Linked DNA regions of Mus musculus: region 2 is linked to region 1. A link is a contact called in public Hi-C data. All regions are on one chromosome and are shown on one strand. Each heading gives the region's core, a stretch centred on a gene start, on an enhancer-like site or on the middle of the called end of the contact. The rest is flanking DNA. Distances are from core to core; before and after follow the strand shown.

Region 1 (5,343 bases), core at 1,024-3,523:
AAAACCCGAGTAAAACAAAATGCCAAGTGCTCAGTCTCCATGGCCACATTCCAAGGGCTCAGTTGCCACTGATGGTGTAGTGTAGTTAAGGTTTGAATGGAAAGGACAGAGGAGGTGCCTAAGATCCAGGAAGCTTCAGGAAACTTAGAAGGCTTGGAACTTTATAAGATTCACCCCCGCTCCCATTTTATATGCAGTAAACCCTTTCTGGAGAGGGGAGACTCTTCTATAGAGCTACCTGCAAATTGGGCAGCGAGCTCTAGGGGTGCAGCTTCCTTTGATTCAATTATACTCAGTTTGTCAAGTAACCCCGATAAAAACTCTTTGGTCTCCAAGCTAGACTTGGGTAAAATATTTGATTGTTGGTAGTGTCCTGTCTGGGGTGAAATGCCCTTGCTCATGTCTGCCCAGGAGAAGCCTCATAAACCGACGGCCAAGACAGTAAGACATTTCCATCCTCTTAAAAAGTTCTGTTTGAATCAGGGCTGTTGTGCTGGTATTTCTATATTGATTTCATGCTGAAGTAATTTTTGCCTTATTGAGTTAAGCAAGATATTAACACCAACTTCACTAGTTTATGAGCGCGCGTGCACACACACCATAGGTAGTAGGAAGTTGAAAATTACTAGTAATATCCATATTCCTATTGATCCCTGTACTGGCTAGTTTTGTGTCAACTTGGCACAGGCTGGAGTTATCACTTGACACAGGCTGGAGTTATCTCAGAGAAAGGAGCTTCAGTTGGGGAAATGCTTCTACGAGATCCAGCTGTAAGGTATTTTCTCAATTAGTGATCAAGGGGGGAGGTCCCCTTGTGGGTGGTGCCATCTCTGGGCTGGTGGTCTTGGTTAAGAGAGCAGGCTGAGAAAGCCAGGGGAAGCAAGCCAGTAAAGAACGTCCCTCCATGCCTCTGCATCAGCTCCTGCTTCCTGGCCTGCTTGAGTTCCAGTCCTGACTTTCTTGGTGATGAACAGCAGTATGGAAGTATAAGCTGAATAAACCCTTTCCTCCCCAACTTGCTTCTTGGTCATGATGTTTGTGCAGGAATAGAAACCCTGACAATCCCGTATACCCATTTTATCTGGATATAGAAGCACCCCTCCATTTATTTAGTAGTTATGTAAACTAGCACATCCACTCAATGGTATTGGGTTCTTTGATGGCTTGAAAACCATCAAAGTGACAGAGGCAACCCCAGATAGCAGGACAAGTGTAACTCTGAGGAAAGAAAATCCAGGGTCAGATATCTGCTGCATCTTGCCAATATAGTGGTTCTTAACCTTCCTAACACTGCGACCCTTTAGTACAGTTCCTCATGTTGTGGTGACCCCCTAGCCATAAAATTATTGCTACTTCCTAACTGTACTCTTGCTACTGTTATGACTCATAATGTAGACATCTGATATGCAGGATATCTGCATGTGACTCCCAAAGGGGCTGAGACCCACAGGTTGAGAACAGCTGCTCAATTAGCTGGTGAACTGGGGGACCTTGTGTTTCTCATCTGAAAACTGTATGTGGTGAGAGATTGGTTACAGAACATTGTTGGAAATTTTTTTTGGGGGGGTTGCATTATGCCTAGGGGGTCCTGGCTCCTGGTCAGCCTTAGTGAATGGCAGCCAGTGTTAACACTAGACCATCAGTTTTGGTATGGAAGAGATCTACTTCCCTGGCCTCTGATCACCCACCATCTTTGCTGCTACCTTCACCATCCCCTCTCAGACCTCTAGCAAGCCTCTAGACACAGCTGGGGGACTTACCTGCTGGTAGCTGCTGGCCCAGGAGGCGCGGAGGGCATCCCAGCCTCCAGAGCTCTTGGCCTTGCTCTCCAGGTGAGCCCGCAGTTGTGTTTCCAGTTCCTGGCTGACTTGCTCCAGAGCATGCACCTTGGTCATATATTCCACTAGGCAGCCCCCCAGGTCCTCAACAGTAGTGTGATCCCTTTCTGGGCCCGGAGCAGGCACGTTGGCAAGGCCTGAACTCCGCAGGCCCTGTAGAAAGACACTGCTGATGCCCAGGGCCCGGCGGGTCACTCGGGCACCGAGACCACCTATGCCACCACTGGGTGCGACTCCTACATAGACCCCAGGGGCACGGACGAGGCTACCCACAGCACTGGTCCTGGATGCTGGGGGGCTATCCAGGGAGGATGGAGAGTGTGTTCCCCTGAGGGATGACACCCTGTGCCTCTGCACGGGCATGCTGGAGTTGGTTCCCGAGGGCAAGTCCGCTGCCACTCTCCTCTTGCTCATCCTCTCTGCCTCTGTGGTGCCTGGCAGGTTTACAGGGTCCAGGGGCTTTTGGTTGCCAGCCCCAGCCTGGTCATGGGCCTCTCTGGAAGCTTCCCTGTCCCGTGTTCTTTGTCTACTGCCTTCCATGAGCTTCGGGCATTCATTGAGCTGGAAGAGAACCGCCCCACCAGCCTGTGAGAGGCACACAGGCATTCTCTGTTGCTGGGTCATGTGCCCAGCCGTCCAGACTTTTCTGGGGTGGGGGTGGGGGTGGGGGTGGGGTGTAGCAGTGCAGCCTGTGGGAATGGATCATCTAGATTTGCCTATTTCTTTTTAGAAATGGTCTCTAATGTAGATAAGCCTCAAAATCCTTATGCAGCCAGGATGACTTTAAATTTTTGATTCTTCTGCCTCCAATTCCTGCAATAGAATCCAGGGTCTCATGCATACTATGAACCCCAGTCCATGGCTTTTATTATGTCACTACCACAGAGAGGGCCAGGCAGGCAACAAACTGTCCCTACTTCACTGGTGAGCAAACAGGCTACAGAACCTTAGATGACACGTGTTCTGATATCCATATCTCACACTACAAGCTGGGACTCCGTGTAAGGGCCTCTGGGCTAATTACAGAGGATGTCCGCATCTCTTTGTGTATGCATGTGTGCAGGTGTGTGCGCGCACAAAGGAGCCAGCCATGGAGGAAGGCAGCCCCACAGGCCCAAGGGAAACAAAGCAAGCCTGGTCATGCTTTCTTCCTTCAGGTCCAGTAGCCATTCCAGGCCCCTTCCAGCTCCGTCCTCCCCTCCCCCTCATGTCTGCCCTCTGACACTCTGCTTGTCAGCAGCTGGCCGTTGGCCATGTTTCTTCTCCTCTAGACCTTGTGGTACATGCTGCTTGATTGCTAACTCTGACACAGCCAGCAGACGTTTTAGGACCTGAGCTGCAGGGCAGCTGTTAGGCTCTGGTCTCCCTTCCACCTCTGTCACACCCTTTAATAAAACCAAGAAGGGAGAACAACAAAGGGATTTCTGGAAAGTACCCAGGGGTGCTCCAAGTTTGGGTTTTTTCAGCACCTCAGGTTTTTCTTTTCTTTTTATTTTATGTACATTGGTGATCTGACTGCATGCATATCTGTGTGAGGGTGTCAGATCCCCTGGAACAGGAGTTACAGATGGTTGTGAGTAGGCACCTCAGGTTTTAATCCTGGCCTTTGGCATCTTCCAAGTCACACTGTCAATGGTTATATCCCAATCACTTTGGGGGGCTAGAATGGTCCCTTCAGCCTGAGCATGACATAGCCCTAAAACACCATGTGCTGAGTGAGGTTTTAGTGTATTGAAAGCATGCACCCCAAGTCCAGAGATGGACCTTGGATTCCTTGATCCTGTAATGTGAGAGTTGACTCCAGGCAAGAGAAGGCAACAGGAATCAATTTCTGGTGGGTACTGAGTATATCCAATTCTGAGCATAATTCCATTTTCTGATTTTTTTTTTCAGTTCAACTTTAGAACTCGGGAAAATAGACAGTTGACATGTACTGCTGTTTGGGGTGCATAATGTACAATTTCAGAAGGATTATCTCATAGGTACTATTATTTCCCTTTGTGATAAAAGACCCAGGGATCCCATGGCCAGAATGTACAGAGCTGAGAAAGCCTCTTTAATCCAGAATGTATAAGGTTGTCTCTGGGAGTTACCACTCACCAGGGTTACATGGCTGCTCATCTGCTAGAATTTTGTGTGCTTTTAGTTTCCATTCTTTATGAAAACTGCAACATTTCTCCTCCCGTTTTGTTTACTCGAGACAATGTAAGAGGGACTTTGTTACTTTTGTGTGTTTATGTGGAGACCGCAGATCAACTTTAGGGCCATCCTCAGGGGCTGTCGACCTTATTGAGACAGGGTCCCCTGTTGGTCTGGAACTCCCCAATTAGGCTAGACTTGTAGGTCAGTGAGCCTCAGGGATCTGCCTGGCTCTGCCTACCCAGTGCTAGACACAAGTGTCGCCACACCCAGGTTCTGTACATGGGTTCTGGGGATCGAATTTGGATCCTGATTGTAAGATACTTTACTAAGGTACCTCCCTACATCTCAGGCGACACAAGATTAAACATCGGTGTTGTTTATCTGATTAACAAATTAAGGAGCCAATTGAATCAAGTAAAGGCCAGTCAGTAGTTATAGGCTGTAGCTTACACAGATGGTGGCATTCTTCCTCTGCAGCTCCCATGATGCACTGGGGCTGGGTTATGGTAACTGCCTCCTAATCCAGGTGGTACTGCTGGGCTCCATGGAGCTGCATTTCAGTCGGTTCTGGGATGGATTATCCAAGGCCTAGTGCAGGGTTCAAGCTACTGATTATAAAGGTGCCATGAGTGTCTAGGCACTGTTACTGTGCAGGGCATAGTAATGACTAGTGGTTTTAGACACTCTCAGACCCAAAGACATTTACTTTAAATCTACCCAGTCCTCTGGAGCTGGGAACAGGCAAGGGGAGACACCTGGATGGACACCAATGTTTCAAAGACGTGAAAAGAGCAGACTCTCCCTTGGGAAACTCACCCTCTTGTTCTAAAAGATCTCACCAACCCTGTTTTCTCATCACACTGTAAAGTTCAATACAGTGTTCAATTAGATAAGTATACATGAAAACAAGATAGTTAGGGGTACCACTGAAGGGAGACTTAAAGGTTATTTTTTAAAATGAAAAGAATGCAAAATGTATTAGCGACTTGGTCCTCTGGGTAATAAAATAAGTTTATTTATATATACATGGTAGCTGAATTCTGTGGATACGGAAAAATAAGTCATACGTCCACAAATGTATATATATATAACATATGTATCTTTGATGACATATATTATATATAAATTTTACTTTACAAACATGTTTTCTTCAATACATACTCACACACATTGGTATATTCAACGCAGTAGCTAACAGAAATATTATGATAAGGTTAAGGTCAGACAGCAACATGTTAGAGAGCGAAATCTCGGCACAACATTTAACCTGCTTCTTTGTGGGTTGAAGTCTTTGAAGAGAGACAAGCAGACTCTAAGTAGGTCCATGTAACATTGAGAAACACACATTAGTTTTGAAGGCCGT
Region 2 (5,343 bases), core at 774-3,273, 390 kb before region 1:
TCTTTAATCCCAGCCCTTGGGAGGCAGAGGCAGGTGGATTTCTGAGTTCGAGGCCAGCCTGGTCTACAGAGTGAGTTCCAGGACAGCCAGGGCTACACAGAGAGCCAGGCTACACAGAGAGCCCTGTCTTGAAAAACAAAAGAAACAAAAAATGCAGGAACACCCTTCCCAAAGCCTGAGGCCCCTTTCTGTGACTGTAAAAGGAGTCCTGAAATTCCACCTTCCAGGAAGATGAAGGTAACCCCTGAGCCCTGTGTGATGTGGGTCACCCATGCATAGAGCCAAATCCAGGCAAATTGACCGTAAGGATTAACCACCAAAGGTGCCTTTATATGTAAGAAGGTCATAGTAGGTCTTTGATCTCTTCTCCTTGCTTCTCTGTGGAGCTTAGGAACCCTGTAGAGTCTGGCTCGGGGACAGAGTTCCATTCCTGGGCACAGCCAGAGCTATCATTCTCTGCTGCCCCACCCAACCTAGGAAATGCACCATCCAGCCTCACAAAGAAGAAACCAAAGAAACAGGAAATAAAGGGTTTGCCATCCTTTGGAAGGGAGCGATATCTACCAAGTGTCCTTGAGTCCAAAGCCTCTGGCAGGACCCTCGTCCCAGCCTATGATGGGAGCCACACTAGTATGTCTGAAAATGTAGAATCCTAGGCATGTGGAGCATGCCTTTAATCCCCGTACTTGGGAGGCAGAGGCAACTGGGTGTGTGAGAGTTCGAGACCAGCCTGATCTACATGATGAGTTCCAGGACAGCCAGGGCTACATATTGAGACCTTGTCTTAAAAAAAGAGAAAGAAAGAAAGAGAGAGAGAGAGAGAGAGAGAGAGAAAGAAGGGAGGGAGGGAGGGAAGGAGGAAGGAAAGAAAGAAAGAAAGAGAGAGAAAGAGAGAGAGAGAAAGAAAGAAAAAAAAGGAAGGAAGAAAATGAAAATGAAAAAAGAAAAAGAAAAAAAGAAAGAGAAAAAGAAAGGAGAACTCCAAAATCAAGGAAGCAGCCAGCAGAGAGCTTTCACAGAAAGCCCAGGTCTTTCTGGCTGCCCCAAGCCCCTCTCTTCTTATAAGTCATTCTGAAGTTAGGGCAAGCCTTGGGTAATGAGAAGCCCGCCTCTTTTCCCATTGAAGTTCATTGGCTGGTGAGAAGAAAGAGGAGGGATCTCTTTAGGGTTGTGTAGGTTGGGTGATAGAGGTTGGGAGACCAGGTGATGTCTCAATTATTTACATTCTAGTCAAGCATCCCAAGAACATTGTAACTATTCATCAAACAAAATCCAGTGAGCCCTCTGGGTACCACAAGGTAAAGACCAGACGTGGAGAAAAGGGACAGAGAGGAGAAAACTTGGAGAAGCAGAGCCATGAGATTGAAGCACAGACCTTTGGGGAAATGTCCCATCTGGTAACTGCTTATCATGTTCTCGCTTAAGAAACAAAGCCATGTTGTATTTGCCTTCAACACTTTCAAAGATGGAGAGATGCAGCTAAGCTGGGTCCTGAATTACTGTCAACTTGATAGTAAAATATTGTATTACAGCTTCCCAGAGAGATTGGCAGTGGTATGTGTATGTGTGTGTGTGTGTGTGGGGGGGTAATCCTTGCAAATCCAGAAGAAAAAAAATTCCTATCTTTCCCAGCCACAGGGACTAAACATTGGAGGTAAAAATGTCCATTCCCTGCCAAGAAGGCCAGATTTGCTAACCTTTCATCGGTGATTAAATATGTAAACAGGTCCTGGGCAAGCCCTTGGCAAATCATTAATGAGAGAAAGCCTTCCTCTCGTGACAGGCCCGGCCCATTTATCAACCTCCACACCCATTCCCAGCCCTGTTTGGTGGCCACAGGACACAGGGCTCTCTACCTTGACAAAGTCTCTGCTCCTTAGGCACCTGCTACACTTTGATAACAATAATAAAATGTACATAGTTCGCTACAGTTTGCCAAGCCATGCATTTATTTACTGAACTCCTCAAACCACCCAGAAATAGGCTTGGCTAGGCTTCAGTCACATGACACAACACACCTTTATCTCTTGTTTGCACAAAGCCCGTGGCTTGTTTGGGTGACTCTCCAGGGCAGTGGCTTCCAAGGGTGGCTCAGAATGCCAGCTATTTGGACTTGAGGTACCTCTGTTTCATCAATCCACAATTAATGAGGCAGGAAAGGAAGCTAAGAAGGTCTCGCCATGGGAAGCAAGTGTTTTGGCCAGAAGGCGCATAGTCTTTCTGCTCCCAGGCGCTTGGCCAGAACTAGTCTCACGGCATTATCTAACTGCTGTACAGATGGAGAAATATAATCCTCTGTGCTCAGAGAGGAGAGGAGCAGACTTAGGCAAGTGCTAGAATCTTCCACCATGGGGAGTGATTCTAGGTGAACCAATATGCTCTCTGAGACCCTTCAGTCTTGTCAGGCTGTTGGAAGAGGGATGAATACAGTCAGAGGGAGGAAGCATCCACAGCGGATCCCTAGAGGAGAAAAGATGATATCTCAGCAAAGCCAAGGCTGCCTTAGAGATGGAAAAGTGGAGAGGACAGGCCCAGAAGAGGCAGAGCTGATGGATCAGAGGTTTAGAGATGCAGGGTCAGGAAAAAGGTTCTCTTTAGTTGACAAAGACTTAGGCAAAGGATGAGAAGGCGGAGGAGCTAGGGGGGATGACAGTTGATTGAGCATGCCCCCCAAGGGGCGGGGCTTATCTCGAGGGGAGGAGTCTCACCCAGAGCTTCTTCCTGAATGGTGAGGCCATCAGGACCATCACATCGATAAATGAGGTCCCCTCCGGTTGTCAATCACATTTTATTTGTTTGGTAGCTGGTGTGTGCAAGAACCCGCCATGACACATTTCCTGACCTTGCAGCGTGTATACTTTGACCTAGGGTAGGAACTTGACCAAGTGCTGTGGATTCCATTGGGAAATCAGAGAAGGGACCAGGGCTGGTTTCGAGGGTCAAGAGTGTAGGGAGAGAGGACAGCTAAGTTGTGAACAAAGGTAGAAAGGCGAGCAAACCTGTGCACATTCTGAGAATCCCCTGATCAGGGAACCTGAAGGAGAACAGGAGTAAGGCTAGAAGGGTAGGGTCTAGGCTTAGCGGGGGCCCCTTAGGCGTCCTTCGGGACTGGCTTAGACCAGCCCATTCAAAGCCTGGAGAATGGCCTTAGAGACCAGTCAACCAGTCCCAGAAGGGCGTTCCTACCTCAAAATACAGCCCCGGGTCCCTGAGAGGGAACTGCTACACCCCAGAGACCAGAAGAGCCGTCCTCCTGAGCAGCCCCAGCCAAAGTTGGCTCCACTATATGTCCTCTCTCTCTCTCTCTCTCTCTCTCTCTCTCTCTCTCTCTCTCTCTCCTCCCCGCAGTGTGGGAACTGGAGTCCCAGGGGTGTAATTGAAAGCCAAATGGGGCAGCTTATTTGAACAGGTTTTCTGTTCAGGCTCCTAAACTTCTCTTTGCACTGTGGGTTTCTCAGTACAGCATTTCAAATGTATACAGCCCCTAAACCTTAGAAGTCTCAGGTGGGGCAAGCATTTGACTGAATGTTCTTAACTTTCACAAACACCAGCTTACAGAAGAAAAATGGAGGTGGGAGTGGGGTGGGGTGGGGTGGGGTGGGCCCATACTGGGAAAAGGCATTTGAAACTCCAGAACAGCTCCAGAAGTCGGGAGTGAAGATCAGAGAACGCCAGGCCCTTTGTGCTTTGCGCTTCTAGTGAGATGCAATTATCAGACGGGGAGTTTGGAGTGCAACTGGTCTCGCTTCCAGCAGGGTCCAGACCTTATTCTTGCAGTGGCCGGCGCTCCGGGGCACTGCTGTCGTAGTCTGCCACTAGGCGGCGCCGCTCACCAGCGCCGCAGTGAGGCAGCGCCACAGCGGGATCACCGCATGCAGCTTGGCAGAGAGGGCGTTGCTGAGGCCAGGTTGCTCGCTGCTCAGGGCACCCCTCAAATACACCGCCACCCTCTGACACTTCAGGCTCCCCACCCAAGCATTCTTACAGACCCTGTGGGCACTCCCAGGCCCTGCGAACTGGCATGGGTGGTCACTCTGCTCCAACGTGGGGCCCCTCCCATCCTGGGGCTGTCAGCCTCGCCATGATCTTACAGGCTTAAGTATTCAGTGGCTTCAGGGAACTCAGTCACCTTCCACCTCCGCCTTCTAGGTCTCCGGTATTTACCAGTGTACCCCTTGGGCCTCAGGAACGTGCCTCTGAAAGAAATCTCTCATAATCGCAGGCACTGCCCGTCTTCAGAAAAGGTCTCTGTGCCCCAGTCACCTTCTAGGGCATTCGGAAAAGGACTGAGCTCCCTAGGGCCAGGATAAACAAGACTAACAACACTCTTGCTCCTTGGAAGCAAAGGCAGAAGTAGCCAGGAAAGCTTTAGAAACTGACGCACCCTCCTGACCCCCCAGGGTTGGCTGATCAATTCCAGGTTCAGCAGAGCTTGAAGGAGACCTTGACCGACACCAGCATCCCGATGCAGGGGAAACTGGATTCTCCACCTCTTGCCTTAAGCCTCCCTTCCTTGACTTCTCTATGTCACCCATTAGCATTCCAGCCTTAAGTGATTAGGCCAAAATTTTATAAACAAGATGAAGACATATTTTTAAAGCCCGTTCCTGGCAATGTACGACTAACATCATTTCACCGCTTATCGTTCCGTACATTTTATAAATGTAGATGAGAACACAACCACCGTGGCCATTAAAGTGTAAAACAGTGTAACTCCCAGCAACTAGGTGGATATTGGGTTGAGTACAGTCTCTGCCCATTTTACCACCCTGCCCCCTTGGTATAAGTTAACCTAACTTATTCGAAAGCTCAATGTAAATGGTATTTTGCAATCCATCCTAATGTTTTTGAGATCCATTGCTTGTGCCTGTGGTTATTCTTTTTTTTTTTTTTTTAATTGTTCCGTGACACTCTCTTGGTTGAATATGACACAAATTCTGTATCTATCCATCAGGTTATTTAGTTAGATGTCAGGCCATTTTTTTTTTATTATGATGAATAAAATTACTATGGAGATTCGTGAGTGAGTTTTTTGTGAGTTTCCATTTCTGTTGGAGACATGTCCAGAAGTGAAAAAGCAAAGGGATAGCTCATAGGCTATCAGAGATTAACTCTTTCCAAAGTTGAATGGCTTAGCATCTCACTAGCGATGCAGAAGTCTCTTAGTGTTTCCAAAAGGAGCTCTGTTGAGGTTTACGTGGGGTGCAGTCATATCCACACATTCACAGTCTTCTGTCAACTTGTTTGGATAAATGTATGTGTTTATCCTAGACTGCTGTAGCACCACACATGGGCTCATGTACTTGAATATGTACTTGAACCCCCAGTTTGTGGCACTGTCTG

What was found. Hi-C and Micro-C count contacts between places; a contact is called where the count stands out from the background.
Region 2: a Hi-C map of liver shows a contact between it and region 1, with 2.8 times the contacts expected there. The contact joins the enhancer-like site here to the promoter of Bfsp2 in region 1. A contact is called at or near these places in 1 of 39 promoter capture datasets (pre-B cells), 3 of 484 Hi-C or Micro-C datasets (the N1E-115 cell line, cortical neurons and liver) and 1 of 115 datasets of contacts at active chromatin or transcription factors (memory CD8 T cells).

What each region holds. Positions count from the first base shown.
Region 1 is chr9:103,477,975-103,483,317 of GRCm38.p6, forward strand. Bfsp2 (beaded filament structural protein 2, phakinin) reads right to left here and starts at 2,274. Exons shown (of 7, transcript NM_001002896.3): 1 at 1,761-2,274. The coding sequence starts at 2,252. The region is part of intron 2 of Gm16252 (a long non-coding RNA gene); the gene reads left to right. Tmem108 (transmembrane protein 108) reads right to left here. Exons shown (of 6, transcript NM_178638.4): 6 at 4,962-5,343.
Region 2 is chr9:103,088,523-103,093,865 of GRCm38.p6, forward strand. It overlaps a transcript of Slco2a1 not described here. Among named protein-coding and RNA genes, the nearest start is that of Rab6b, 21 kb to the right of the region's middle. Within about 2 kb of position 2,024, at least 49 of the 459 cell types and tissues checked have an H3K27ac peak or open chromatin away from gene starts, as enhancers often do. A contact at or near this core is called in liver, where this site is marked.